2 separate regions of the Mus musculus genome follow, and region 2 is linked to region 1. The links are chromatin contacts, called in public Hi-C maps. All regions are on one chromosome and are shown on one strand. The core of a region is the stretch at or near the end of the contact, and the rest is flanking DNA. Distances in the headings are between cores, read along the strand shown.

Region 1 (7,628 bases), core at 752-3,251:
TCAGATCTTGGATACTGGAGTCATAGACATTTCAGCTGTCATGTGGGTGCTGAGAACTGAACCCGAGTCCTCTAGTTGACCAGTCAGTGCTTTTAGCCGCTGAGCCATCTCTCCAGCCCTTCACACTTGAGGGTTTTTGTTTTGTTTTGTTTTTTTGGGTTTGTTTGTTTGGTTGGTTGGTTGGTTGGTTTTTCGAGACAGGGTTTCTCTGTGTGTAGCCTTGGCTGTCCTGGAACTCATTCTGAAGACCAGGCTGGCCTCGAACTCAGAAATCTGCCTGCCTCTGCCTCCCAGTTGCTGGGATTAAAGGCGTGTGCCACCACACCCGACTCACATTTGAGTTTTTAAAGAATGATTTTTATCCATGAAAAACAAAACTGCCACGAAATCTTATGCTCTCTTCTGGAGTGTCTGAAGACACACTACAGTGTACTTACATATAATAAATAAATATTTTTTAAAAAAAGAAAAACAAAACTTCCTTCCTGTATATATAAGATCTATGGATGTTTTAAAGTTACAAAATCAAAGACTACACACAAAAAATAAAGTCTTAAGGTAGTATCCTTTTTCCTCCTAAAGGTAAAATTAAAATATCTTAGTAAATATTCCTTTGGAAGCTCAGATTTTTGCCTATTCTGCGAGTTAGTACACTTTAAAATATAGTTAGTGCCTTATATCTGAAGTTGTGTAGGAGGCTGGAAAATGGGTCAACTAGTCTGGTGCTTTCCAATCACGGGCGGCCTTACAAAGAGAAAGATTTAAAATAGTTATATGTAGAAAATCTTGGTAACGCTTTGTGTTGTATGAAGCAAGACATTATCTTCTGAGGCCTGTTGTTTTATCTTTTTAGTCGTGGGAGCATGGGCAGGGAGAAGAGCGACAAGCCAATTCCAGCTGGAACAGCCCGTCCCAACACGTTCCTGAGGGGCAGCAGCAAAGACCTGCTGGACAACCAGTCCCAGGAAGAGCAGCGCAGAGAGATGTTGGAGACCGTGAAACAGCTGACAGGAGGCCTGGATGCTGAGCGGGCCAGCACTGAGGCCGACCGAAGCAAAACGAGGGAGCTAGGTGAGAGGGCCCTGGGATGCAAGACAGACCTCCTATTGGCTTTAAATTCAGAAGCAAAATACAGAGACAGGACTGGCGAGGTCATTCAGCAGATAAGAACCCTGACTCTGCGTCTGGACGACCCATACTCAGTTCCCACACCCTCTTCTGACCTCTGATCACACAGCACTCATGTAGGACAGGTACAGTACTCATACACTTAAACAAAAAAATAAGCAGTAATAAAGCTACCAAGACTTGATGAGTACATTCTGCACCCACCCCTGGGAGCATCCGCACAGTGTTGTCATTGGGTGTCACCAGTGTCTCTCCAAAGCTGTGCCATCACAGAGCTTCCAGTCCTCCCTGTCTGCCATGCTGTGACGACAAGGTCCTTTTCCTTTATGATCAGTATTCTGACTTTCTCACAGTCCTTCCAGCCCCTGGTCCCGTGGTCATCGGATGTCAGTGTGTTCAAAGCCCTGTAGGCTCTGGTAGGGCTCACGTTATCCCTGCTTAACAGAGAAGGTGTCAGCCGCCTTCTCCAGCCTCATCTCCCTCGTCACTTGTGTGGGGTTTGTTTGTATTTAGGGTGCATGTGCTCAGACTCTGGTGGCACAGTAACAGTTCTCTGTGTCTTCAGTCTGAGCTCTGGATTTTTATCGATTCACACACACCCTGTCCAGTTCTTTCTTAGAAGAAATTGAGTTAACTTGCAGAAACACTTGAAACAGGAGCTGATAGATAAAATGGTTTTGAATCATCTTAGAGTTCATGATGATGAGTAGAGATGAGACAGACTTCTGGGGTGGAGCGGTGGGAAGCATAGGAGAGCGGGGCAGCAGGAGCAGCCAGCCAGAGGGGAGGCGGGAGTGGCCAGCCAGAGGGGCAGCAGGAGCGGCCAGGCAGAGGGGAGGCAGGAGTGGCCAGGCAGTGTTTACACAGGTCCCACACTGGGCCAGTGTAGTCAGTACTCTGTCAAGCAGGCACTCACCCACTGTGTGTTCTAGAGGCCTTTGTGGGCTCATTCTTTAAGCAGTTGCAGGGAAATCAAAATAAAGAAACTGCCAAGCTGTGGCTCTAAAGGTTCAAACTATCCCTAACTCTGGTCATGGCTAGAGCGCAGACTGTGGTATTACTGTGTACCTCTCTGTCCTAAAGAAAAGGGCCTTTGATTTTCCTTTCATTTGTCTGACTCTGTCAAACCAATATCCGTAAGACACCTGCCCTGAAAAGCCAGCGTGCGAGCACGTAAACATCACCAGCCAAGGTCCAGTTGGACTGATACTTAGTGTTTTATCTTCTTGCTCTTTGATCTCATTCATAGCAAAATCGGAAATGTGTGCAGTGCCAGCCCCTGACAAGCCTGCACTGTCAGAAGAGGAAGTGGAGAGGAAGTCCAAGTCTATCATTGACGAATTCTTACACATCAATGACTTTAAGGTAAATGCTGACAGTGAAGGCAGCAAGCAACTCTTAGGCAGCCCATGTCAGAGAGCATGGCAGCTTGGCGTGACCTAGGTGTCATTATGAGCAGATAAGACATGGATTTCGTAATCCAGCCCTTCAGGGTTCAGTTGGCTCAGCTCTTGCATTTCTGCCAAGTTCTCTATTTTAAACTGATGATCTCTGTCATTCACAAATTTAATAGTGGGAAAAGAGAATGGATTCCAGTCAGTGTAACCGAGAGGAGGCTAAACTGACGGTGGCCTTAAGGAGCAGACAGCAGAGTACCACTGCGGCTACTGCTGGCCCCGTCCCACCTGTCTGGGCCCTTAGACATCATAGCATCATTTTCCTTTCCGTGGGTTATGACTGCCATCATTTTTCCTTTGTTTTGTAAGTGGGAAACTGAGGCACAAAAGGACAGTGTGTGTTCAGGTCAGAAGGCCTGAGACATTTCAAGACACCCCCCACCCCCACCCTGTGAGCTTGCCTTTCTGACATCTCCTCCACCTGGACTCTTTAAGTGATGGTTGGTAGGACAAACCTCTTGCCTGAAAAAAGCCACAGTCCAGTGACAGACAGAGCAGTGCAGGTGACTCCACAGATGTCCTGAGCTAGAAGGGGTGACGGAAGATCGTGTGACCCAATCTTGTTTACCGCTCAGGTCAGAAGGTGTCTCTTCTGTTAAACAGCTGCTAGATAACTTACACTTTTGCTTTGGTATTATTGAAAATCTTATTATTCATTTTTTTGAATAACCTAACCATTATCTGCTTTTTGTACACAAAATCACTTTGATTATGTCTATCCAAACCCTGAAACCTTCCTTCACACCTGTAGTAGCCAGCATCTGGAAGTGGGAAGAATGGTATTCTAGAGGGTTTTGTTTGTTTTCAGTTTCTTTTGAGGCCTTGTGCAGGCCAGGCTAGCCCTAAACTCACTAGCCAAGGTTGATCTTGTCCTTTTAATTTGCCTGCCTCTGCCTCCCGGTTCCTGGATATGTAGAGGATGTTGTGTTGTGTTTTGAGACAGTGTCTTGCTCTATAGCCCAGTTAAGTTGGAGCACTTACATGACTTAGAGCTGCCTCCTGCCTCAGCCTCCCTTTCCTGGAGTTGTAGTCATCAGCCCCCAGACCAGCCAGAGAAAGCTTTTGGTGATGTTAAAGGTGAAGGGATGAGTCTGCAGACCTGACCCTGGAACGGAGTGAGCCTTGAATGAACAGCAGAGGGCTGCTGCCCTGCGCCTGCTCAGCCTCCTTCCTAGACAGTCAGCACTGACTAGCTGGCAGCACCTTGGCTCGTGGAGAAACATGAAAGGCAGGAGAGCCTGCAGAGTGACCGCAGGTGACACAGCAGTGTCTGCAGAGTTAGATGGCCAAAAAGAGGCTTCGTGCCATGTGATGTCAGCTCAAATTGAACTCCCCAAGCACAAAGCTGCAGTGTACTTCAGGGTCAGTAGTGGACACGTGAGGACACCTCCTCGCCAGTGTAAGCTTTCTGAGTATGTGGGAAGACACAAAAGTAACAACTAGTGACCTTACAAAGGTAGATAGGTTGTACTAGATAATTTGACCTGAGCACTCAAAGTATTAAATAACAGAAACGCAGATAGAGCCGCCTGCGGGCACTCTCCTCTGCTGTGGTCAGTGGCCACCTTTCTCACCTCTGTCCTCTCAAGAAGAGCTTGCTTCAGAGGGTGAAGGAAAGGGAAGGCTGCTAGCACCGTGGTATCTGCGAACTGCATGGCCAGGCAAGCAAGCTAGACCAATAGGCTTTGTCCTCCAGTCCAGAGACCAGGTGGATCACTCCACAATCCATGTAACTTCCTGTAATAGCAGACCTCTTTGGTGTGAAATTGTGCAGTACTGACATCCCAAGGCAAGTTCTTGTTTGTTGTTTGTTTGTAGTTTGGTTTGTTTAGGGTTTTTTTTACAGTGTTTCTCTGTAGCACTGTTTGTTCTTGAACTCACTCTTTAGACCATGCTGATCTCAAACTCAGATCTGCCTGCCTCTGCCTCTGCCTCTGCCTCTACCCCTGCCCTTGCCTCTCCTTCCCCCTCCCCAGTGCTGGGACTAAAGGCATCCTCTACCAGTCCTGGCTCACGTTAAGGTCTTTTAATCTTGGTGTTGTTCTATTTTACAGTATCTCATTTTCAGAGTTTTAAAGTGATGCAGGTTGACACATACTGTTACATCCTCCATATACATTATATGCATATATGAATGTTAAATACAATAATTTTTTGGCTTTGGTTTTTACAACAGAGTCTCATACTGTAGAAGAGACTAGCCTCCAACTTGTGGCAATCTGCCTATCTCAACCTCTTAAGTGCTAGGATTAGAGGTATGAACCACCAAACTCTTATTTGGAAACATACTTTGGGCTGCTGGAGAGATGGCTCTGTGGTTAAAAGCACTGACTGCTCTTCCAGAGGGCCTGAGTTCAAATCCCAGCAATCAAATAGTGGCTCACAACCATCTATAATAGAATCTGATGCCCTCTTCTGGTGTGTCTGAAGACAGCTACAGTGTACTTATATAATAAGTAAATAAATATTGAAAGAGAGAGAGGGGGGGGAGAGAAAGAGGAAGGAAGGAAGGAAGGAAGGAAGGAAGGAAGGAAGGAAGGAAGGAAGGAAGGAAGGAAGGAAGTTAGTTAGTTAACCCAGGAGCTGGTTCAGCAGACAGGGTGCTTACTGCTCTTAGAGGATCCAGGCCTAATACTAGCTCCTACACACATGTGGAGTGTATGCAGACATTCAGGCACATGCACATACGTACATGTTAAATACAAAAATAAATCTAGAAAACAACAACAAGAGTCAAAGCTCTGAGAGGCCATCCCCCTTGGGAAGGAAGTTCAGCGTTTCACTGCATTACCTGGTCTCAATTTCAGTCTGGATTAAGGCAATCCTTCTGCCTCAGCTTTCCGACTTGACGAACACAGGTGTCATGATGTGGGACCTTGTTTTGTCACCCTGCTAGAGCCTTGAACTCAGTGTGCATCCCAGGATAGATTTGAACTAAACAGTCATCCTCCTGCCTCAGCATTTTTAGTGTGTGTGTTGCCACACCTAACTAAATCAGTATTTTTATTTCTCTCTACTTTTTATTCTAGAAATTTGCGTATAGCACCCTTTTTAATATTAAACAAGGAAAAAACTTACATTGGAAAACTGTCTTGTTTGAAAAGCCTTATACTACTTTTAATATATTTAGATTTTGAAGTTACCATAACATCAGAGTTTGGAACAAGCCTTTATTTGTTTGAACAGGAGGCCACGCAGTGCATAGAGGAGCTGAGCGCCCAGGGCCCACTGCATGTGTTCGTGAAGGTGGGTGTGGAGTTCACCCTGGAACGGAGCCAGATCACCAGGGACCACATGGGCCACTTACTGTATCAGCTGGTGCAGTCAGAAAAACTCAGCAAGCAGGACTTTTTCAAAGGGTTGGTATCCAGTATCCTTACACCTCAGCTGCTAGGTGATGTCTGCCATCCTGGCCTCTGTCACTGTACTGTTCTGACCTCATACGCAGTGTTGATTGATAGAACCACGGTTTGTAGACTGGGCTAAGACACTCATGTTATCATCTGATTTTCTCTGAGACCTCCATCCGGTGTCTGGAATGGAAAAGAACCACAGCTCATTCATTCATCACAAGGCTTTAAGTCAGTGAACCTCAACTTTTCCTCATGAGATTGTTGAGTATGTGTTTGCCCTGTAGATCCTGTAGGTTTCTGTGAAATGACCTTGAGGTGTCAGAGATTGCTGTGACCCAGTCTGACTTGCAGCTCCTGTTCCCTTTGCAGTGGCCCTGCTCACTGCCGTCCTCCTGCCCTGGTGCTGTTTTAGTTGCCTGCACCCTGAGTCATGGCAGAAAAGGGCTGCCCAGCTAACTCTGTGGAGCCCGCCTCCCTCCCACCTCCCTCGTGCTGCCTGTACGTTTCTATGTTTTCACAAGTTAGAGGGTCAGCCTGTTCTGCATGGGGAAACCTAGCAAGGACGGCCCTGCCCCGCTCTGCAGTCTCGCACCTTTGGGACCATAAGCTCACATCTGAGTGCATCCTTATTGAGTTTCTGCTCTGCTCTCTTCCATTGGTCGCTGTGTTCTCACCCAGTGCTGTCTTGCTTACAGCTGCTCTATGGTACTTGTTTGAAAGCACAGACAGTTTCTTCCGAGGCCTGCACTAGCCTGCTGTCTGAGATGGCTTCTCTTCCCTTTGGTTTGCATCGCTGTCGAGGTCTTCTCCTTCTCTGCTTAGGCTTTGACCCAGGGATTGCCTCCTTCGGTCGTTTGCTGTTGGTGTGCAGAGCGCAGTGCATGGCTCAGGGCTGCTCCCTCTCTTTCACTCAGCCCTTAGGAGATACTAGTTCAGCAGTGCAAACAGAAGCAAATTGCACGACTGAGGTATTGCTTCTAAAAGGATTGAACACTATAAACTTCAATACCTATGAGCTGCATCTATGAAACACTATGATAAGGGGGGGGGGGGAGTCATTTTATAAGCAGTAAGGATTTGATTCCTCACTGTGTTTTGTAAACTGCTCTAGGATGAACTAGCTGAATGCAAAGTGGAAACATAAGCCAAGAATTCAGAAGTCTTTTAGTTATGATGTGAGATGAAACAATGTTTTGTTTAATGACAAGAAAAGTTCAGTTGTCTATTGGGCACATTATGTAGCTTACCCTGTGCATAGTGTCCAAGAACATTAGTGATTTACCCAGAAATCCAGGTGTTCTGCCAGATTGTGTCCCCCAGTGACATATCAACAGCTGACTGTGCACGTACTGAGAGCATGTGCAAGTCTGCTCCATTGGGGTGGATGTCTGAGCATTGCAGGCTATGAGCTCAGACCCTTGACATGGTTAGGATGCCTGAAAGCCTCAGTTCAAAATGGATCTGAGCTACACAGAGTGGGATTACAGTGGAAAACACCCATGTTACACAAGGACTTGGAGCCAACTGTTACCTGCTCCTGGCGTGCCCTTCATCCCTCCTTTTCACATGACTAGCAGAACTGTGCACGTCTCTTGTCTCCAGTTTGTACTTTTAAAAACAGCTGTATGTGAAAACAGTTGGACAAGCCCTGAACTGTTTGCACTAAGTCAGAGGTTACAGTTTGAGCCCA
Region 2 (6,879 bases), core at 4,195-6,694, 160 kb after region 1:
GTGTGACCCCTAAGAGACCTCAGGGATGCTTTCCAGGAAGAGACCAGGCACTTACCTCTCTCATGACTTGTCGGCAGGCTCCACAGGGAGAGATGAACTCTTCTTGCAAGTCACTGGGGAGACAAAGATTCAACTGAGAGCGGTCTGCCACAAGGCTCTTGGCCGACGGCTGAAATTCACAAACTAAGTCCCTGTCCTGTTACAAATCAGGTCACATTCCATCAGACAGTCCTTGAGTCCCAGAATCATGTGTCCTGGAGGCTGGGAAGACTGCTTGGCTTGGCGGCTGGCCACACTTCCGAAATCAAAGCCACGGCGGTAAAGCTACCTCATCAGTGAGCTCATAAATGTTTAAGGGGCCTTTAGCTTGTCTGTCACCACGCTCCAGGAGACAGGGATGAAGGAGAGCTTGTCTTTTGTAGGATGGCTGGACCCAGGAGGCATGACACAAAGCTAGATGATTTATTAAATAAAATGCCAAAAGAACACATGATAAAAGAGTAGTAAGCCGGCCACAGGAGTGAGACAATGTCTCGCACAGAAGGTGACACCAGCTGGTCGCCACAAGAAGAATAGAGTCATGCATTCCCATTTAGTGAAAAACTACTAGACCAGACATTTAACAAGCAGGGAATCAGGATAGCCGTTTCATTTTCAAGGTCATAGATTTGGTGAGATAAATAACAGAATGGCTATGGTGGGTGGGTAGAGAGATGGCTCTGTGATTAAGAGCACTTTCTGCTCTTCCAGGAGAACTGAGCACCTGTACGGTGGCTTACAAACACCTGTAACTCTGGCTTTAGAAGAGCTGAAGCCTTCTGTCCTCCATGGACACACACACAGACAACACACACACAGACAACACACACACATACACACACCATGTATATAAAAATGTTGGGGGGCTGGAGAGATGGCTCAATGGATAAGAGCACCCGACTGCTCTTCCGAAGGTCCAGAGTTCAAATCCCAGCAACCACATGGTGGCTCACAACCATCCGTAACAAGATCTGACTCCCTCTTCTGGAGTGTCTGAAGACAGCTATAGTGTACTTACATATAATAAATAAATAAATAAATAAATCTTAAAAAAAATAAATAAAAAATAAAAATGTTGGAGCCGGGCGGTGGTGGCGCACGCCTTTAATCCCAGCACTCAGGAGGCAGAGGCAGGCGGATTTCTGAGTTCCAGGACAGCCTGGTCTACAAAGTGAGTTCCAGGACAGCCAGGGCTATACAGAGAAACCCTGTCTCGAAAAACAAAAACAAATGTTGGTAAAAAGGAAGAAAGGGGGATGGACGAAAAAAGAAGACAGGCTCCGAAAGGCTCTGGGATAGAAGAATACCACGTATATGTATCAAAGAGAAGGATGGGCTGCTGGCATCCGAGGGAAACAGGAAGCAAGACACACGCTTCCAGCCAGGTTGCCTTCAAGAATTCAGGCACCTTTGTGCCATTGTCTGGCTCAGACAGAGGACAGGGATGATGTCCAGAGAGTGAAGATTTGGCTGTGGGGCCTTGGTGGCCACAATCCCTACCCTTCTGGGCCCACAGCTTGGGGACGGCTGGAAAAGAGCATGGGATTTGGGCCAACTTCCTGTTTGGCTCACTGTGTGGCTCTGAGTCATCTTAAGTCACCCAGGATCCTTCCTTTGTCTGTCACACGTGGGTCACACTGATACTGTCATCTACTTGGAAGGATTTCAACAAAATGACATAGCATGTCCCAAGGATGTAAAACTTTATTTTTGAGACAAAGTCTCATGTAGCCCAGGCTGGCCTCCAGCTTGCCACATAGCCGTGGATAACCTTGACCTCATGAGCCTCCGGCTTCTGTCTCCTGAGTTCCTGTATTACAGGCACGCACCGCCAGGCCTGGTTTTATGCAGTGCTGGGGATGGAAGCCAGGGCTTTATGCAGGCTAGGTAGGCATTCTTCCAGCTGAGCTAAGTCCCAACCCCAGGGGTTTTATAAGCCTCCGAGTGCTATATTGTTATTGCCGGGGCTAATTTCCGCACACCTTCCATGTGTGGCCTCTTCCATATTTTAATACTTTACTGCATACTATTTTATTTCATGCAGTGTGCTCTATGCCGTCTATAATTAATATTGCCACGCGCCAACAGCAGCTGTTGTGCCGTGTACTGTGTGCCTAGCGTGCTGAGCTCCCTGAAAAGCATTCTGCAGAGGCTGGCTCATTTCAGATGACTAATATTTATTGAGTACTTACTCCATGCCTGGCACTAGGAACTGCCACGGGTGCTAGGGGTGCTATAATGAACAAGACACACAAATTCACCATGGTCACGTCTTTATAGACTAAAGAGCCAAACTAACTAGCCAGCAACGGACCAAGTGGAGGCAGTTAATGATGGGACAGAGAGGCCAGGGGCTGTTTTTTGGATTCCATGATAATTGACTTGTATCCGAAGGTCCAATCAAAGAATGTTTCTGGCTGGGCAGTAGTGGCACACACCTTTAATCCCAGCACTTGGAAGGCAGAGGCAGGCAGATTTCTGAGTTCGAGGCCAGCCTGGTCTACAGAGTGATTTCCAAGACAGCCAGGGCTAAACAGAGAAACCCTGTCTCAAAAGAAACAAACAAACAAACAAAAGAATGTTTCTGTTTTACTCCACCCCCCTTCAAGACAGGGTTTCTCTGTGTAGCCTTGGCTGTCCTGGAACTCACTATGTAGATCAGGCTGGCCTTAAGCACACAGAGATCCACCTGCCTTTGGCTCCTGAGTGCTGGGATTAAAGGCATGCTCTATTGTGCCTGGCAAATCAAAAACTGGTTTTGCTCCAGGAAAAAGTGGGATTTTCCCTGAGAAGGCTTCCTGCTTCAGAAGAAACCCCATGGGAACCTGAGGGAATGGGGGCCACTCTGCAGGGCACTCACTCTATGAGTCAAGTAAACTGTGCAGTCTCTGGGTGACTGGTGTTACAAAGCTTAGCCTGTCTTATGTTTCATTTCTTTCTACTTGTATTGATCCAGGGCCTGCTCTCAGCCAGGCAGGTATGGAAAAGGAGCAACAGAGACCTCCAAGAAGTGTTACCCAGGGAACTCTGCCTCCCTTCCACAGCCGGTGAGACCCTATGTGATCTGCCCCTGTCATTTCCCTTCTTGGATATGGTGGCTCAAGTCAGAAGTCACCGGAGGACCAATCCTGCGTCCTACAAGGAAGCTGGATTCAGCCTTAGTTTCAACCACCCAAAGTTCTAAACTGTGCTAAATAGCTCACTTCATTCTGCGCTGCAGTCCCAAATGTTCAGCCGAGGCTCTGCAGAGGAGCCAGCCAATCAGCTCATTTAATCTCCTAACATCCTAGAAGACATGAACCTGTGTGCAAGCTTTTACTGCGTGTTAAAGATCGTGGAAGAAGCAACTTACTCAGGGTCACAGAGCCAATCGGGGGCCCGGTCGGGATTTGAACTCAGAACCCACAAACTCTGCCTTTGCTTTTCTTATGGCTTGCCAAGTAAGAACAATAATGTCACAACTGTGGTTCTCCTTGGTGACACACTGTGTGCTAGGGAGTTCTCAGAAGTCAATTCACGTGGCCGGCCCACTCCCTCTCGTGAATTTTCCAGCTTAGAAAGCCAGGCTGAGGGCTGGGATTGTAGCTGGATGGATAGAGTACTTGACCACAGAGCCCAAAGAGGGTATGATGGCACAGACTTGCCGTCCCAGCATTCAAGTGGTGAAGGCAGGAAGATCAGAGTTTCATGGTCACAGCCTTGCTTGCAAAGTAAGTTCTAGGCCAGCCTGGCTTATGTGAGACCTAGTCAAAAAATAAAATAAAATAAAATAAAATAAAATAAAATAAAATAAAATAAAATAGCTAGGCTTAGAGGTTTCTAAGCATCTTAGGTGGACAGTAGGGCAGTCCCCAGTGACCTGGGAGCTAGGGCTTTTATCTGTCAGTTAACATATCTGGCAAGAATGATCAATAACCATCAGACAAGTTGGCTGCATCTAGACATCTCTCCCATGCTTTCCTGATTCTCCTCCCCAGGATACCTTTTATCCCTGGAGATCAAGGGTTTTGTGTGGTTTGTGCAAACCTTGGCTGCATACTGAGGTCATAGCTTGGTGAGCTAGAAACCTACTGACTCTGAGAACAGAGTCCAGTAGGACCTCAGGATCTCACCTGGCTCTGCCAACATCCACAGCACCCCATCCTTTGTGATCCCAGAGAGGGAACTGGGCTGCTCGGCCCTGGTCTGTGCCAAAAAGAGCTGGCTGGCCTTCCTCCTCTAAATCCAAGCTTTCTTTAATAATTCATTAGTGTGATAATGACTGCATTGCTGGCTGGGGGATTCGGTGATGGGCTAAAGATCCAGAGTAGGCCAGTTGGGTGCTAGAAACTGCAGGTGTTTGTGTAAGGAAGTCTGATGATTGCAGCAAGACCCAATGGGTCATGTTTAAAGGCAGGCGATGGGCAAAAGAAAAGAGCCTTCCATTGGGCAAATGCTAACGGAGCCGGCAGGCTATGGCACCGACCTCTCCTTCCCCAGAACACCATGGCTTTCTTGGAGCAGCTCTGCAATTGAGTTATTTCTCCCCATTTCTTCGTACGTGCAGTTCACATCCTGCTCAAAATGTTCCCAGCTCAGCCTCATTTATCCTCTGAAAACCTACGGGAACCAGGACAGCCCTGGGCTCCAGAGAAAGCCTGGAACCGAAGCCTTGCTTCCCAAGGGCACACCTGGCTCCAGTCACTGCAACATGACCCTCAGGACCCCCTCGGGGCCAGATGGAGGCAAAACGCAGGGTCTTGGAAAAGCCACAAGATCCCTTTCTGGTGCACAGACTATTGTAAACCTTTGCTGCTCTACCAGGCTGCAACTCCATTCACAGGAAGAAATGATCTTCTAGGGTTTGTGTCCCACGCTGCTTAAGACCAATGCTTGGTTAGCCGGCTCTGCTGGCTGGGTTCACTGTGTCCTGTGTCAATTTCTTTAACCAGTAACTTGCCAAGATTACTTCTCGCCCAGCCAATAAAAAAAGGGGGTACGCAAATGCAACTTACCACAAAAGCACAAAATTTCTGGGGATCTAAACTAGTAAAGAGTCCATTCACACGGGCTTTGGCCTAGGAGCTATACAGTCTGGGTCCAGTGCCAACAAGACCCCACCACACTCCAGTGGGAGGAAGCCCACGGGAGCCTGAGCCATTACATCTGAGGTACTAGAGAGCACTGACTAGAAATCTAGTTTAGTCAGACCCTAACTGGAGTTGGGTTAACTTGAGCCATAGTCAGTTCTTACATGACTGTCACCGAGTCACTGAGCCAGCTTGCTTTTGAACCCTGGTTTTGGCACCTTTATCTGGAGTTAGCAAAGCTCAACAGCTCGTTCTGCGCCCACTTAAAAAGAGCAGGCAACAGAGTCTGCCTCCTGGCACCGAGTGGCACAGAGGACTGTACCCTGGACTATGATTCTGGGATCAGAGTTTCGTTCCAGTTTTATCTACAGCCAACTTCCAGGAAAGTTCCTTAACTTCTCAGGCCTCAAGGGTTTGTTTGTTTGGTTGGTTGGTTTTGTTTGTCTGTAAAAGTGGGGTGGTGGCAAGGGAGTCCGTGCCCAATGACTCTCAGGTCCTCTGGCTGTTGAGTTTCTGTGTGACATCTTTCTTTTGTACCTCCAGGGATTTGTGTCGAAATTGGTGTTACTGAGACAGAAACGTCCCTGCTGTGCCAGTCCTCCTGAGTTTACCTGCTCTGTGGGCCAACCCTGAGGGTGGAGTCTGAGGCAGACCAGAAAGACAGGGAAAAGGAGAGGGATGGGAGCCACTCACTCGGGAGACTGGGGAAGCCTTTCAGCAGCTGAGAACGAAGAATACCAATTATTAGCCCAGGTGGTTTCAGATCTTTAATCCTAAGGGAGGTAGAGGCAGGTGGATGGCTGTGAGTTTGAGGCCAGCCTGGTCTACATAGTGAGTTTCATAGCTGTGTAGACTGCTAGGGACACAGAGTAAGACCTTGTCTCAAACAAAAACAAAACAAAACAACAGAAAAGAAGGAAGGGAGGAAGGGAGAAAGGGAGAAAGGGAGAAAGGGAGGGAGGGAGGGAGGGAGGGAGAAAGAAACCAGCTGAACCTGAGATCTCAAAGCTTCCAAATCCCTCCTCCAGTCACCACTGGGATAACAAAGTGTCTATTTCCTTTGAGAAGCTCAAGCCTAGGCTTTTGGGTGTAGCTCACCCTTCTCCTGGGCTGCTCTCTTTCTGTTAACCTTTGTACTTGAAGGCTACATTTAAAACACCTTTTAAAGGACTGGGAGACATGGGTCACTTGTTGCTCTAGCTAGAGGACCTGGGTTTGATTCCCAGCACCCACATGCCGGATCACAGCTGCTTGTAACTCCAGTCCCAGGAGATCCAATGTCCTCTTCTGACCTCAGGCACCACACATACCTCTGGTGTACAGACATATATAGCAAGCATGCAAAGCACCTATACACATAAAATAAATCTAAGAAGGATTCTGAATGTCTGTTAATACATTCCAATTCTGCTTCATGGTGGTTTTTCTTAAAATGCTTTTCCCCCAGCAAAGCCAAGAATTTGGTTTTATCTACATGGAGGCTCTAAAAGTTTACAGAGACTCCTTGGGCTCCCAGGGGGAATTCTGGGCTGTCTTCAGTTTCACTACCACTAATCAAACCCATTTATTATTTTAATTATTGTTATTTTTCCTTATGTGTGTGGTGGGGAAAATGTATGGGCTTTTGTGTGTGTGTGCATACGCTCATGTGCATTCGTTCATGTGTGCATGTGTTCATGTGTGCATATGCATGCAGGTATGTGTGCACACATGTGTGAAGGCCAGAGGTCAATTTTAGGCATCTTCCTCAGTCACTCTCTGCCTTAGATAT

What was found. Hi-C and Micro-C count contacts between places; a contact is called where the count stands out from the background.
Region 2: a contact with region 1 is called in a Hi-C map of liver, with 2.7 times the contacts expected there. The contact joins two enhancer-like sites. A contact is called at or near these places in 1 of 484 Hi-C or Micro-C datasets (liver) and 3 of 9 other capture datasets (adipose tissue, liver and pancreatic islet).

What each region holds. Positions count from the first base shown.
Region 1 is chr4:138,182,275-138,189,902 of GRCm38.p6, forward strand. Eif4g3 (eukaryotic translation initiation factor 4 gamma, 3) reads left to right here. Exons shown (of 35, transcript NM_172703.3): 26 at 854-1,071; 27 at 2,378-2,493; 28 at 5,772-5,944. Among named protein-coding and RNA genes, the nearest start is that of Mir6399, 23 kb to the left of the region's middle. Within about 2 kb of position 2,002, at least 19 of the 459 cell types and tissues checked have an H3K27ac peak or open chromatin away from gene starts, as enhancers often do. A contact at or near this core is called in liver, where this site is marked.
Region 2 is chr4:138,343,452-138,350,330 of GRCm38.p6, forward strand. Cda (cytidine deaminase) reads right to left here. Exons shown (of 4, transcript NM_028176.1): 3 at 56-113. Among named protein-coding and RNA genes, the nearest start is that of Pink1, 21 kb to the left of the region's middle. Within about 2 kb of position 5,445, at least 8 of the 459 cell types and tissues checked have an H3K27ac peak or open chromatin away from gene starts, as enhancers often do. A contact at or near this core is called in liver, where this site is marked.